3 separate regions of the Mus musculus genome follow, and regions 1 and 3 are each linked to region 2. A link is a contact called in public HiChIP or PLAC-seq data. All regions are on one chromosome and are shown on one strand. The core of a region is the stretch at or near the end of the contact, and the rest is flanking DNA. Distances in the headings are between cores, read along the strand shown.

Region 1 (4,425 bases), core at 1,448-3,947, 85 kb before region 2:
TCCCAGTTGACTCTCAGAGGCCTATGACAACGTGTCATTTGTCATCGTGGCAATCAGAGAAGCAAGGGTAAGTCCTTGGTTGATCTCACCAAGCTGAGGGCAAGCAGGGACAGGGCGGATGGGTTCTCATGGATGGAAGCTGAGTTAAACTAAGTGTACCAGTCACAAGGACTAGGGAAACACGCCACAGGACCCATGGGCCTCACTTCAGTTACAAGGAGATGGGGTGGCTTCCCATCCAAAGTCCTAACAGTAGCCAGAGAACACAGGGGCCGTGAGCACACTGGAAGGATGCTGGTCATAACTAGACTGAGACCAGATGAGATGCCCTGGGGAACAGGGATTGGCCTGCAGGACAGGGAAGGGGGCAGGAGGGCCCTCACGCAGCCAGGATTGATCTAGAACAAGAACACAAACAAAGGGAAGAAACAGAAAGGGACAGCAGAGACGAGGACACACCGTGCCCGCATGGCCAGAACATGGCCAGGGACAATGTGAAGGAGCTCAGGACTTGTTCCGGTCAAGAGCTGGGGATGCGGCCTGGCTCATGGTTTTTCTCCACTATCAGAAACTGAAGAGGAGTGGGCTCTGAGGCTGGGGTCCCAGGTCCCTGTCCAAATGTGAGGGCCAAAAATAGGCCAGTGCTTTCCAGTTTCCTAATCCCCGGCTTCATGCCTTTCTCCCATGGCCCCATTTCAGAATCCTTCCCCAAGCATGCTAGAATGAACTGGGAGGTGGCTTCAGCCACACACCACCCGCAGAGATGGGGAGTTTCTATGGCAACCACCTTCCAGGGCCCTGCAGGAGCAAGCTGACTATGGAAAAGTCCATTCTACCAAGGGCAAAGCCATCATACTCTCTGGGATGCAGAGAGGCTCCCAAGTTTCTCAATTCGACCCAGAACCTCTCTTTCCCAAAAATGTTCCTGCCCTCTGGAGATACCTCAGTCACCTCAGAAGTGGACCTCAGCTCCCTCCACCTTCTCTTTTCACTTGTATGCTCAGGGGAGTCCTCCCCGAGGATGGAAGCTGAGGTGGGCCCCCTCAGGGCTTGACATCCGGAGTACTGTGCCTTCCTCTGGAGGGCAGGGCCTGTTGCCTGGATGCCTTGGGAACTTTGTGTCATGCAAGAGGTTAGGGGCTCAAGGAATATCTGTGCTGGCTGTGTAGGCATGTGGGGGCCACCCACCAAGAAGGGCCAAGGAGAAGGGAGACAGGTACCGTGGCATTCACACATGTAACCAGTGCTCACTCCATAGATGGGGACAATGAATGGTGGGGGAGGGGGCTTCAGGGAAAACACAGTGTGCTGTTGAAATATAGGGGCTCAGCATGACTAGCCCAAGGATATGGTAGCAATAAGAGCAATTCAAGCTGGGGTCAAGTCCACTCAGAGGAAGTGGATGTAACTGAACACATTCACCATTAAGTCCCAAATAAACATGGAAATTATTTATTTATTATTTTAAAGCAGACAGCTTTAAAATAAATAAATAAATAAAATCAATGCTGCCTGGGACGTGGCCACGCCAGACCCTAGTGAGTAGGAGAGCGTGGTCTACCAGGCACATGCAGTGCTGTTGTGGGTGGGAGCAGGCCCAGTACCATCAGGTACTACCAGTCCTACTTGGCACCAAGAGACAGCAAAGGCAAGATTCAGCTAACTTGGAGTAGCCTTCTGCCAGAGCCTTCTCTTCGGTTGCTAGCCCCATTGTTCCCTATAAGAAACCAGCATCTGAGAAGGCCAGCACCTTGGGTCATGTGGGTAGTGGACCTGGTGGGACATGGCCATGTGGTACTAAGCGGCCTCTTTGTCCCAGCTTAACTTTAACACTGGGGAGCCTAACTCAAATTTTTCTCCTTCCTAAGTAACATCCTTAGAGTCTGGCAGCTGTCCTGGAGGTGTCCACCCCTTCCCAAGTGAACCTACCCTTCCCAGAGGAACCCATGACCAGAGAGCCGTGGGTGCAGATAAGAGAGCCATGGAGGGAGTCACTGCTGGGAGAAGCCATTCCTGGCCCGGGTCACCTGCACCCATCTAAAATGGTCAGTGCGCTGGGATAGCTTCTCTAAGTCAGTATGAGAAGAATTCCAGGCACCTCCCAAAATTCAAGATAAAACTAAAGATACCAAGAAAGCACAGGGTAACATGCCTTGGGCTCCAAATATCAGCGCCTTTCAAACGAACACAGCCAAAACAAAATGTGACAACCAAGATGCTGGCAGGGATGCGGGCCCCATCTGGCCCTGGAAACCTGTCACTGCTGGTGACAGTCTCCGAGTGCTCCCCACCCCCAACCTACTCTCTGCTTTCTGAGACCCATGTGGCTCATGACTCAACCAGACTCAGCCAGACTCAGCCCTGGAGCAGCTGAGGGCTCTCCCCAAGGAACACTGCTCCATGCCAGAGCTCAGGGATCATCGCTAACAAACTGCCTTCTCTCCCACTCAGTACCCGGAGGGGCAGGCAGGTGGGGGTGGGGGGGAGGCTAGGAAAAACCTCTCCATGCAGACAGGGATTAGGGCTGAAAGATGCTAGCTGACACAAGGGACCAGAAGAGATTTACCTGTTGCCATGGGGTGGGGGTTCCAATGTTCCAACACCCGCTGAGATGCTGAGAAAGCCTCGGGACACACAATGCCTCCCTCTGACAACGCCCCTGTAAGTTAACAATGCTCCCTTTCTGCTAAACCAATGACCCCTGCTTATCAGAGGAGTCTGTGGAGCCAGGCTACCACACAGGAGGACCCAAGAGGCTGCTGCCCTGCTCCCCTACCCACTGGGTGGCTACTACTCTGGATCTAGCCAGCCCCAGTTACTGGGAATTGCAGAAGAAACCCTAATCCAGAACAAATCTCCTAGCCACCTGCTTTATGCTGCAAGAAGCTGACAGGAGAGGGTAAGACCATCATTGCTAGCTGGATGGTAGTGGCTCACGCCTTTAAGCCCAGCACTCAGGAGGCAGAGGTAGGTGGATCTCTGTGAGTTCGAGGCTAGCCTCAAACACAGGTCATATATCAAGTTCTAGGACAGCCAGAACTACATAAGAGAGACCCTCGTGTGTTTTGTTTTTTAAAAAAAGACCATCACTTTTTCATAAAGGACATCAGATGGCACCTGCATGGAAGGGAGGGGAGGGGCTAGGGACTACAACGATGACATGGGTAGACAGGACAAAATAGAGGCATCTGCCTTCCTTTCAGAGATGGCTATGAACCAAACCCATACTGACTTCCAATGAAAATTCAAAGTCGACTAAAAGTTATTAAAAGCATTTCTAGACCCATAGAGGTTGGGCCTCACAGTAGAAAGGAAATGGCAGCCAGAGACTAACCTGGACTGGGGACACCCTCTGTGCCCACTTGCAGTCATCTGCAGAGCCAGCCAGTCCCTTGTGACCCCAAGGAACCAAAGGCCAAGCAGAAACTCAACACACAGGGTTAAGATTCAAACCCAGCCTCCGGGTAAGGGCAGGTGTGAGAGCTGAAGCCAGAAAGGGCTCAGGTGACACTTCCTCTGCAGGCCTCAGACCTGAGGCTTCTCCTGGGTTGCTTGACAGAGTCTCATGCCACTGTAAGGAAATACCACTGTAAAGAAACGCCTTTTCCTCCTTATCAATTTAACTCACGGCCAGTGGTGGCGCACGCCTTTAATCCCAGCACTTGGGAGGCAGAGGCAGGCGGATTTCTGAGTTCGAGGTCAGCCTGGTCTACAGAGTGCGTTTCAGGAGAGCCAGGGCTACACAGAGAAACCCTGTCTCAGGGGTCGGGGGGGGGGGGGGGTATTTAACTCACGGGCTGTTGTAAGGGGTCTAAAACTCCCACGTACCCATACCAAACAATCAACTTGATTTCTGAGGCATTTGGTAACATTTTGTTATGCATCCTTGCAACTTTTAACCGCCCCTCCCCCTCCCAAAAAACGGGGGGGGGGGGGGGGGAGAGGAGAGCTTGCCTGCCACTTTCCGATCAGATCATGTGCTATAAGGAACACGTTCCTAAGACATTTTGTATCTTCTAAAGTGCTACCAGCAAAAGGTCAATACAATGTCATTTATTGAACCAATTCCCACCATTTAACATTTGGCCACTTCCAACTGTACAATTATAATAACACAGGAAAAGGAAATTACACCCATATGCCCTTGTGAGAGGGGAAAAGAGAGTGGAACGAGTTTAAGGCTGAGAAAGCACTTTCCACAAAGAACCGGGCTCAGGCAGGCACCTGGAACCTGGTCCCAGGGGAAAGGGGCGTCTCCCTCCAGGGCGGGCCAGAAAACAAGGTTCCCTGAGAATTCTTCCTAAAAGTTATAGGCTATTTCCTGCCTTCTTTATCCCACCTGAACTGAGGTGGCATCCTAAGGAGGATGCCCATCAAATTTGAGAGGATTCTCTGATACCCCCCCCCCCCAGTTGTCACAGTATG
Region 2 (4,162 bases), core at 1,428-3,927:
ACTGACTGAGGTAGAAGTTAGGTTTGGATGCTGTAATAAAACCCAACAATGATGACTCATACGTAAACGGAAATTTAATCTCTCTGATTTGCAAATAAACAGAAATTTAATTTCTCAGGCACTTGAAAGTCTGAGCTGTTAGACAGGGAGGCAATGGCTCCAAGTCACTCCAGCCCAACCCTGACTTTTTTTTTTTGAGATGAGTTGTAGTCCTGGTCAGCCTGGAACTCACTATGTAGACCAAGCTGGCCTAGAACTCAACAGATCTGCCTGCCTCTGCCTCCAAAACCCAAGTGCTGAGATTAAAAGCACGCACTAAGCCGGGCGTGGTGGTGCACACTAATCCCAGCACTCAGGAGGCAGAGGCAGGAGGATTTCTGAGTTCGAGGCCAGCCTGGTCTACAGAGTGAGCTCCAGGACAGCCAGGACTACACAGAGAAACCCTGTCTCGAAAAACCAAAAAACCAAACCAAAACAAAACAAAACAAAACAAAACAAAACAAAAAAAACAAAAAGCATGCACTATTGAACCTTGCTTTCTTTCTTGTTGTCTCCATCCCCAAACCCGTCTTTCCTCATAAACCAATAGGGCTGCTCCTGCCAGCACATTCCTGTTCTAGCCAGAAAGAAAGAGGAAAAGATTTTTCCTGTAAAAAGGAAGATAAAAGAATGTGCCTTCGCTTTAAGGATATGACCTAGAATATTATATATATATATATATCACTTCTGTTCACACCCCCGCTGTCTGGAGCTTAGTTGCAGAACGTGTCAATCTGTAAGGGAGGCTGGGAAGCAGGCAGTAATTAAGCCACTCTGAACCTGGCTAAAAATAGTTTTACCATGTAAGAAAGGGGTAGCAGGAGCCGGGAGAAAGTGAGCGCTTCTCTCCTGTGACAAATTCCTCATTTGCTTTCCTTAAGCAGAGCTGATTCTTTTACACATGACCAGCAGAACACAGACTCATAGGCAAATGAGACACTAACTTTTACCCACCGTTCTTGATACCAGGCAGTCCAGGGTGACATCCCTGTCTTTTTTAGTTGGGTTTTTTTTCCAGTGAATATATTTAATTTTTAATATTTATTTATTTTTAAGACAGGGTCTTACTATGCAGACTTGGCTGGTCTTGAATGCTCAAAGATCTGTCTGCCTTTGCCTCCCAGAGTGTTGGAATTAATTAAAGGTGTGTGTCACCAGCCCCTAATTTTTAAAATTTATTTATTTTATGTGCACTGATGTTTTACTTGTATATGTCTGTGTGAGTGTCAGATCCCCTGGAGCTGGAGTTACTGACAGCTGTGAGCCACCATGTGAGTGCTGGGAACTGAACCTAGGTCCTCTGGAAGAGCAGTCAGTGCTTTCAACCACAGAGCCATCTCTCCAGCCCCAGACTTAGCTACTTTTAATTGTCATGTGTATGAGTGTTTGCCTGAATGTATTATGCTTACATGTGTGCCAGTTGTCTATGAAGATCAGAGTCCTTGGACCTGGTGACTGTAAATGATCGTGTGCGTGCTGGGAACCCAACCTGGGTCTTCTGTAATAGCAAGTGCTATGACCCAATGGCCCATCTTTCCAGGCCCCCATTTAAATTTTTAAAATATTTATTCATTCAGGGGGCAGGGCATACTCAGGCTACAGCATGTATGCCCAGCATGTTGGTCAGTGGTCAGAGGATAGCTGAGTCACCTCTTTCCTTCAGCTAGTCTCTCCCTGAGACTGAACTTATATTGTCAGGCTGGGCTGCAGGGGTATGACCCACTGAGCCATCTTCCTATGCCATCTTTTATAGTCCAGATAGCAATTCAGTAAAAACGTTTGGACAAGTGAGGAGATCGATTATCAAGGTGACAACAGGACTTGCTCTTGTCTCCAACAATGGGACAGCTAGAATAGGAGCCAAGATTTCTGGTAGCCTCACGCTCAAGTTCTTGGCATCACACTTGTCCTGCAGTCTCTCTGCCTGTGACCCTGGTGATGGGAATACATCATCCATTGCTGTCCCCTGTCTGCATTCTGCTGGTGCCAGGCCTATCTGGGTTGCATCTTCCTTTAACAATGTCAATGACATCCTGGGTGACACACCTTTATGCTTAGTCAGCAGCTCCACCCTGATCTCATGATAAGCACTTTCTCAGTTGGGGACACACCCTGACATCCTTCAGTCATGCTGATGCCCATAGATGCGAGAGAAGCCCTCAGCATAGTGAAGATTCAAAAAGGGACATAGTGATATAGATGCTCTAGTTCTAAGGCAATGGTGTGTCGGGGTCATGGCCAGAGGGGGCTACTACGCGGGCGGGAAGTGGGTAGGGAGAGCAGCAGAGAATCTCTTGAAAGGAAACTGTCTGGGTTCCTAGGAGACGGCCCACCAACTTTCCTGATTAAAAAAAAAAAGCCAACCGAGGCTTCATACACGTGTAGATGGTGGGACAGCTGAGCAGGCCAGGGCTGGGGGAGAGGGGGTGGTAAGAAGCCAGTCAGTGGAGATGTACCAGGAGTGAACCTGAGGGTGCCAGGAGGACAGGGGACACCCATCCTCCAGAACATGGACTTCAGCCCCAAGGACCTTGGCATTTATGGCCTGGGTGAGTCTGTGCCCACCCACGGCTATGACACAGAAGCCTCGGGACTCTGGGCTGGTTCAGGATGTCCTCCTGGCCCTGAGATGACTATGCATCAAACTGGCTTCCTGCCAGCATTACAGAAGGCTTCTTCAGAGCAGCAGCAGTCTAAGCACACATAGGAGTTGGCTCGGCAGCCAGTTCACTTAGAAGGTCTGGGCTGTAGCTTATGGGACTCTCCAGAGGGTGGAGGGGAGAGTGCTGGGAAATGCATATGGTGCTCTCAGGGAGGGGTTCCTGCTTGGTAGCGGTTTCCAGTTTCTGTAGCTAGCTGACTGCCACCCACGAACGAACTATGTAACTATGCACAACGGGCTCTATTAGCCAGTCTGGGCCTGCCTCCACACACAGATGCTCACACCCTGTCTATTAGAAAAGCATAGAGGTGCGTTTTGAGGTCTGAGACTAGAGAATGATGGGAGTCTTGGTCTGTCTGGAGGCAAGAGCTGGGACGCTTCCATAGCCTAGGCTATCTCAGTCTCTCCCTCTTGATTTGCATTGTTCGGGGTCCACTCAATCTCCTGTTGTAGCAGATTGGTATCTGTGCCTGGGTCAAGGAGCTAAGGATCCCTCTTGCTCACTTTTGCTGGGCTTTCGTGTCTCCTGACAAGAAAGAAACCAGACTGCAGCTGATCCTCTTTCTGTCCCAGTTTCAAATTCCCTAGAGGATGCCCATTGGTCCCGCTTGGGTCAGAGGCCCAGTCAGCTATGACTAGGGAACAAGAAGTTGTTATATATAGCAAGATGGTAGCCAAGGTTGAGGAAAATAGAAACAAGACCATTGAGAGAAGCTCAGTGGATAAAGAAAGGCACTTGCTGCCAAGCCTGACAACCTGAGTTCAAAACCCAGGCCTGTCATAATAGAAAGAACCAATTCCTACATGTTATCCTCGACCCTCACGCCCTCCATCTCTCTTCCTTCCCCTCTTATTCTTTTGTGATGAGATTTCAGTACAGTTCAGCCTGGCCTCAGATCACCATTCACCTGCCTCAGCCTCTTGGTGCTGAGACCACAGGCTTGTGCCACCACAACCTAGCCTGTCACTGAGCTATTTGAAAGAGTAGACACATGTGGTAGCACATGTCTTTAATCCCAGCACTTGGGAAGTAGAAGCAGAGAGATCTCTGTGAATAGGAGGGTTGGTCCTCATAGCAAATTCCAAGCTAGCCAGGACTCCATAGAGAAGCCCTGTCTCAGAAACAAACTAATGCAAAAAGTCAAGCACACACATTACAGAATTTCACGCTGCGGGATTAGTCATGCCCAAGGAAAGGGCAGAGGCACTTCTACCTCCAACAGCAACAGCCACTCCTCTATGCAACCCAGCCCCCCAGTTACACCCAGACTTACGTCGTAAAGGTCTCAAAATGTCTTTCAATGATTGCTGTCTTCAGATCTGGTGTTCAGAGGGTCTTGGCCTTCTGGTCTGGATCAGCAACCAGAAAGCCCTTCCTAGCGTCACTTACGTAGCTGTGACAGTAAGCAACTGCAGGGAGGAAGGAGTTTATTTCAGCTTACAGTTCCAGGTTATAGTCCA
Region 3 (4,284 bases), core at 140-2,639, 110 kb before region 2:
GTCACATTTCCATGGCCCCCTCACAGGCGTGCCTCGACTCAGGGACACTTTCATAATTGCTGCCTCATTGGCTCCAATTACAATTGAGAACTTATAAACTGGCTATGGCCACAGATAAAGCTGGGAGCAAAGTGCTGCTGTCACTGTAGTGACAGTTTTATTAGAAGCATAGCGAGTGCCCCACTGGTGCCACAGGGTCTGCATGTACTACCATATACCTGACAACACGGAGGAAAACGGTCAGTGTTTACACCTACACATACACAGACACACACACACAGACACAGACACACACACACAGACACCTACATACACATATCCACACACACACCTACACACACACACAGACACACCCCTACACATATCCACACACCTACATACACAGAGACACAGACACACACAGACACCTAAATACAGAGACACAGACACACACCTACACATACACCTACATACACAGAGACACACACACACAGACACACACACACAGAGACACAGACACACACACACACCTACACACACACAGACACACACACACAGACACACCCCTACACATATCCACACACCTACAGACACACACACACAGACACACACACATACCTACACACATAGAGAGACACACACAGAGACACAGACACACACACAGAGTTCTCATTCCATGCCAGGCACTGCTCCAAGCACATATGCATATATTAATTTAAAAAAATGCTCACAAAAACCTTGTAGGCTATTTTAATTTTTAAAGGGAAACAAGAGTCCTGGAGTGAGCTCAGTCCCTTCCCTGCAGGGCGAACCTACTGAGAACCGGCATGAGATTTCCCACCTTCTCATCCCCTTGCCTTAACCATGAGGAACTGTGCCAGCACCTGAAGGTCCTGAAGACCCAAGAGAGCCTCAGCCAGCTAGCAGGAAGAGCCTTGAACACCACGCTCTCCGCCAGCCACCAGAGGTTGCCAAGTCTATCGTACAGAAGCAAGCTGCACTCCCTGCCTGAGCCCAGACCCACAGGGTGGGTCTCCTGCCTCAGGGCTCCCACAGGGTGACTGAACAGCTCGCTGTTGGTACCCGATGGAGAACTAAGGAACCAATAAATGGGGTCGGGGCGGGAATTCCCTGCTGTATCCTTGGGATGATGTAACAAGTAGTGTTTTATCCTGTCCTGGCAGCTGAGAAGGGAAACACAAATACAGCACACTTGGGGCTGAGCATGGAGGCCTCTTTGGTCCAGATGTCCAAGCTCTAGTGATTACCTGCTTAAAGATCACCTTGCACTGGCAAAAAAAAATCCTGAGCGCCCCACCCCCCCAATCAATTAACCTGACCTTATGACCATTCGTCTTACTCCCTAATCTCTCTGCATGAGAAAGTCCAAGCTCCAGAGACTGGCTCCCAAACTCCCTGAGCTCTGGCCCTGCCACGCCGCTCTGCAGCCTGCTGGCTCCAGGGCACATTCCCTCGTACATGTCAGGCAGCAGCCCCTGCCCCCTAAATCTCCTGGCTTTCTTCTTCCCTGCTCCTAGTCACCCAGAGCTGTGTACTCCACCCATCCCTGGCCCACAGGGCCCACCCAGCCCCAAACCAGACACTCCCTCCCCACAGTTCTATTGACAAACACAGAGGCATATTCAAAATATGCCAGGTGTGGAGGGCAGCAGTAGGGACAAAGATCCTGGAAGCAGGTGGCCCCGGAGAGACAACAACAACTGACAATGAATTATGAACTTCCAAGTGGTGGAAAGTAAAGGCCAAGATGGGGAAGGCCTGGAACAGGAACTGCATCTACTATCGGGATAGAGCATCCTCACGAAGGTGACCTTGCCTACACAGACCGATTGCACAAAGGGTGGGCAAGAGTCAGGCTTGAGTGGCTTCTGTGGAGGGCTAGTGTGGGAAGGAAGAGGTAGAAGGAACAGCACAAGGCTGCCCTTAAAGAAGGTATCCAGAGCCAGGAGTAGTAGAGCATGCCTTTAAGCCCAGCACTGGGAGGCAAACATGGATGGATCTCTGTGAGTTAGAGGCTAGCCTCATCTACATAGTGAGTTCCAGGACAGCCAGGATTAGGTAAAGACACACTGTCTTGAAAAGGCAAAAAGGCAGACAGACAAACAGACAGACAGACAGACAGACAGACAACTGACAGACTGACCAAGAACCCTGAGAAGAGAGAGAGAGAGAAAGAGAGACAGAGGGGGGGGGAAGGAGAGAGAGAGAGAGAGGGAGAGGGAGAGAGAGAGAGAGAGAGAGCGCAAACACATGGTGGCATATATTTATAATCTCAGTGTTAGAGAGGAGGAGACAGACAGGTCCCAAGAGCTTGTTAGTCAGCCTGGCCTACTAAGTTCAAGGCCAAAGAGAGACCCTGTCTCAAACAAATCAAGCAAAACCCCCACACTCCTGATGTACCCACAAACTCATATGTGAATGCATGCACACACTCACAAATAATGAGAAAACCCATCACTTTGGATTCATGCCTCCTTCCTGTCTTTCTTCAGGGACCACCCATGGAAGAGCTGCCTACTTGCTGGGTTACAACAGGCATGCTCCATTTGGGGAGTCTCGGGAGCCCCAGGGCCACCAGTCTAACCCTTGCAGTCAGACTAGACAGGTGGCACTAAAGTGACAGAGAAGGTTGTTACTGCTCACTAGAGGAAGTCACTGAGAAGCCAAGAGGCTCCAGGGTTCCTGTATACCAGCCACACCCATCCCCAATGGCCCAGGAGGCAGGGCCCTCCCCGGGGGAACCTTTGCCCATGTCTGTGCACTGATAACTAAGTCTCAGGCAGTGGGCAAAGGCGCCAGACTGCTGGCTGCATGACCCTTGGAGCAGAAAACCCTGAATCATCCCAGCGAGCCCTCATTGTGAGGTTAATCCAAAGGGAAAACTGAACGGGCGTGGTCTCCATGACAACCGGCTCAAATGAACTGCAGTACGCACCAGGCCCACACCCTCCCACCTGCCTACCTGGACACAAGGAAGAAGCTGGTCTTGGTTCCGAAGCTCCCTTCCTTGAGGACCAGAGGCTCATAAGAACATCTCCAAAGGTCACCGTTTTCTACATATGATCCTAAAATCTGGGGACCCGAGTAAGATGGGGTCCTTTTGGAAGAGTCCTTTCTGAGGCAGAGCCCCTTCACTTTGATCTACTGCACAAAACACTTAAGGTGCAGGGAAGATCTCTCTGTATAACAGGTCCTGGGCTCTGCTTCTTGCTCCTGTAGTCACCATGCCTGATCATAGCATCTCTGTTCCTCCTGGGTCCCAAGCCAAGCCAATGCCTTCTTGTTACTGTCCAATACAGAAAACTGAACAAGAGTTTGAAAACGAAGGCCATAGCATGGTCAAGTTCAAGGGTCAGTTCCTGGATCTATGTGGCCTGGCTCTGAACTTGCATCTCCCAAGGAGAGATGATCAGGTCAGTGCTGATAGTCCCTACTGTCTTGCCCCGAGGGACCTAATCCCTAGCCTTCGTCCATGGGTCGTGTAACCCCAGCAATGTAAATCTGTTATCAGTAAGTTGACTCTTCTAGAGCTAGAGAGATGGTTTCACGGTTAAGAACACTGGCTGTTCATCCCAGCACATATAGAGACTCACAGCTATTTATAACTCCAGTTCCGTGGAATACAAAGCCTTCTTCTGGCTTACATGGACACTAAGCACACATGTGGTACACAGACATGCATGCAGACAAAGCAGCTATGGACATAATGATCATAATAACATAACTATATTATACACTACTGGGGTTACACGGCCCATGGATTTGGAGGCGGCTCTCATGCGCCTTCCCTCTCACCTGAGTCTGAAGAAGCGGCAGGGCACTGAAGGGGGACAGCAGGACCTAACGCCAGTTCCAGTGTCACTTGACTACTTTCTGACAGCCGGCTTGAGAGAGCTACCTATGGTGTTTGAATGAGAGACGTGCCCTGTGGTTTCAGGCATGGGAACACTTGGTTCCCAGTTGGTGTTACTGGAGGAAGGTTTAGGTGATGCAGCCTGGATGGAGGAAGTGTGCTGCTGTGGGCAGGCTCTGAGAAGGAAGTGCCTCACCTACTTCCAGTTCATTCTCTGCTTCACACTTGAGGTTGAGAATGTGAGCTCTCAACTTCCTACTCCTTCTGCCGGGCTGCCACTGTCTGCTAATGTCTCCCTAGCTCTACCGACTCTGCCTCTGGAACTGTCAGCTAGAATAAACTCTTCTACAAGTCATCTTGGTCATAGTGTTTTTATCACAGCAATAGAAAAGTAATGAGGAACAAGAGTGAGTGACTGGCTCCTGCTGGAG

The links. HiChIP or PLAC-seq counts read pairs in DNA pulled down with a chosen protein or histone mark.
Region 1: a contact with region 2 is called in an H3K27ac HiChIP or PLAC-seq map of embryonic stem cells, with 12 read pairs. The contact joins two enhancer-like sites. A contact is called at or near these places in 2 of 39 promoter capture datasets (the 3T3-L1 cell line and pre-B cells), 1 of 15 datasets of contacts at CTCF or cohesin (CD8 T cells), 7 of 484 Hi-C or Micro-C datasets (B cells, Th1 cells, double positive thymocytes and 1 more), 9 of 115 datasets of contacts at active chromatin or transcription factors (the HPC-7 cell line, bone marrow-derived macrophages, embryonic stem cells and 2 more) and 3 of 9 other capture datasets (adipose tissue, liver and pancreatic islet).
Region 3: a contact with region 2 is called in an H3K27ac HiChIP or PLAC-seq map of embryonic stem cells, with 11 read pairs. The contact joins two enhancer-like sites. A contact is called at or near these places in 1 of 39 promoter capture datasets (liver), 2 of 15 datasets of contacts at CTCF or cohesin (CD8 T cells and large pre-B cells), 5 of 484 Hi-C or Micro-C datasets (B cells, Th1 cells and embryonic stem cells) and 11 of 115 datasets of contacts at active chromatin or transcription factors (CD4 single positive thymocytes, T-cell acute lymphoblastic leukemia, double positive thymocytes and 4 more).

The regions. Positions count from the first base shown.
Region 1 is chr12:102,638,319-102,642,743 of GRCm38.p6, forward strand. All of the region lies in intron 2 of Itpk1 (inositol 1,3,4-triphosphate 5/6 kinase), which reads right to left. Among named protein-coding and RNA genes, the nearest start is that of Mir1936, 44 kb to the right of the region's middle. Within about 2 kb of position 2,698, at least 100 of the 459 cell types and tissues checked have an H3K27ac peak or open chromatin away from gene starts, as enhancers often do. A contact at or near this core is called in embryonic stem cells, where this site is marked.
Region 2 is chr12:102,723,229-102,727,390 of GRCm38.p6, forward strand. All of the region lies in intron 1 of Gm30296 (a long non-coding RNA gene), which reads left to right. Among named protein-coding and RNA genes, the nearest start is that of Gm30296, 15 kb to the left of the region's middle. Within about 2 kb of position 2,678, at least 44 of the 459 cell types and tissues checked have an H3K27ac peak or open chromatin away from gene starts, as enhancers often do. A contact at or near this core is called in CD8 T cells, Th1 cells and embryonic stem cells, where this site is marked.
Region 3 is chr12:102,617,347-102,621,630 of GRCm38.p6, forward strand. All of the region lies in intron 3 of Itpk1 (inositol 1,3,4-triphosphate 5/6 kinase), which reads right to left. Among named protein-coding and RNA genes, the nearest start is that of Chga, 65 kb to the left of the region's middle. Within about 2 kb of position 1,390, at least 51 of the 459 cell types and tissues checked have an H3K27ac peak or open chromatin away from gene starts, as enhancers often do. A contact at or near this core is called in CD8 T cells, Th1 cells and embryonic stem cells, where this site is marked.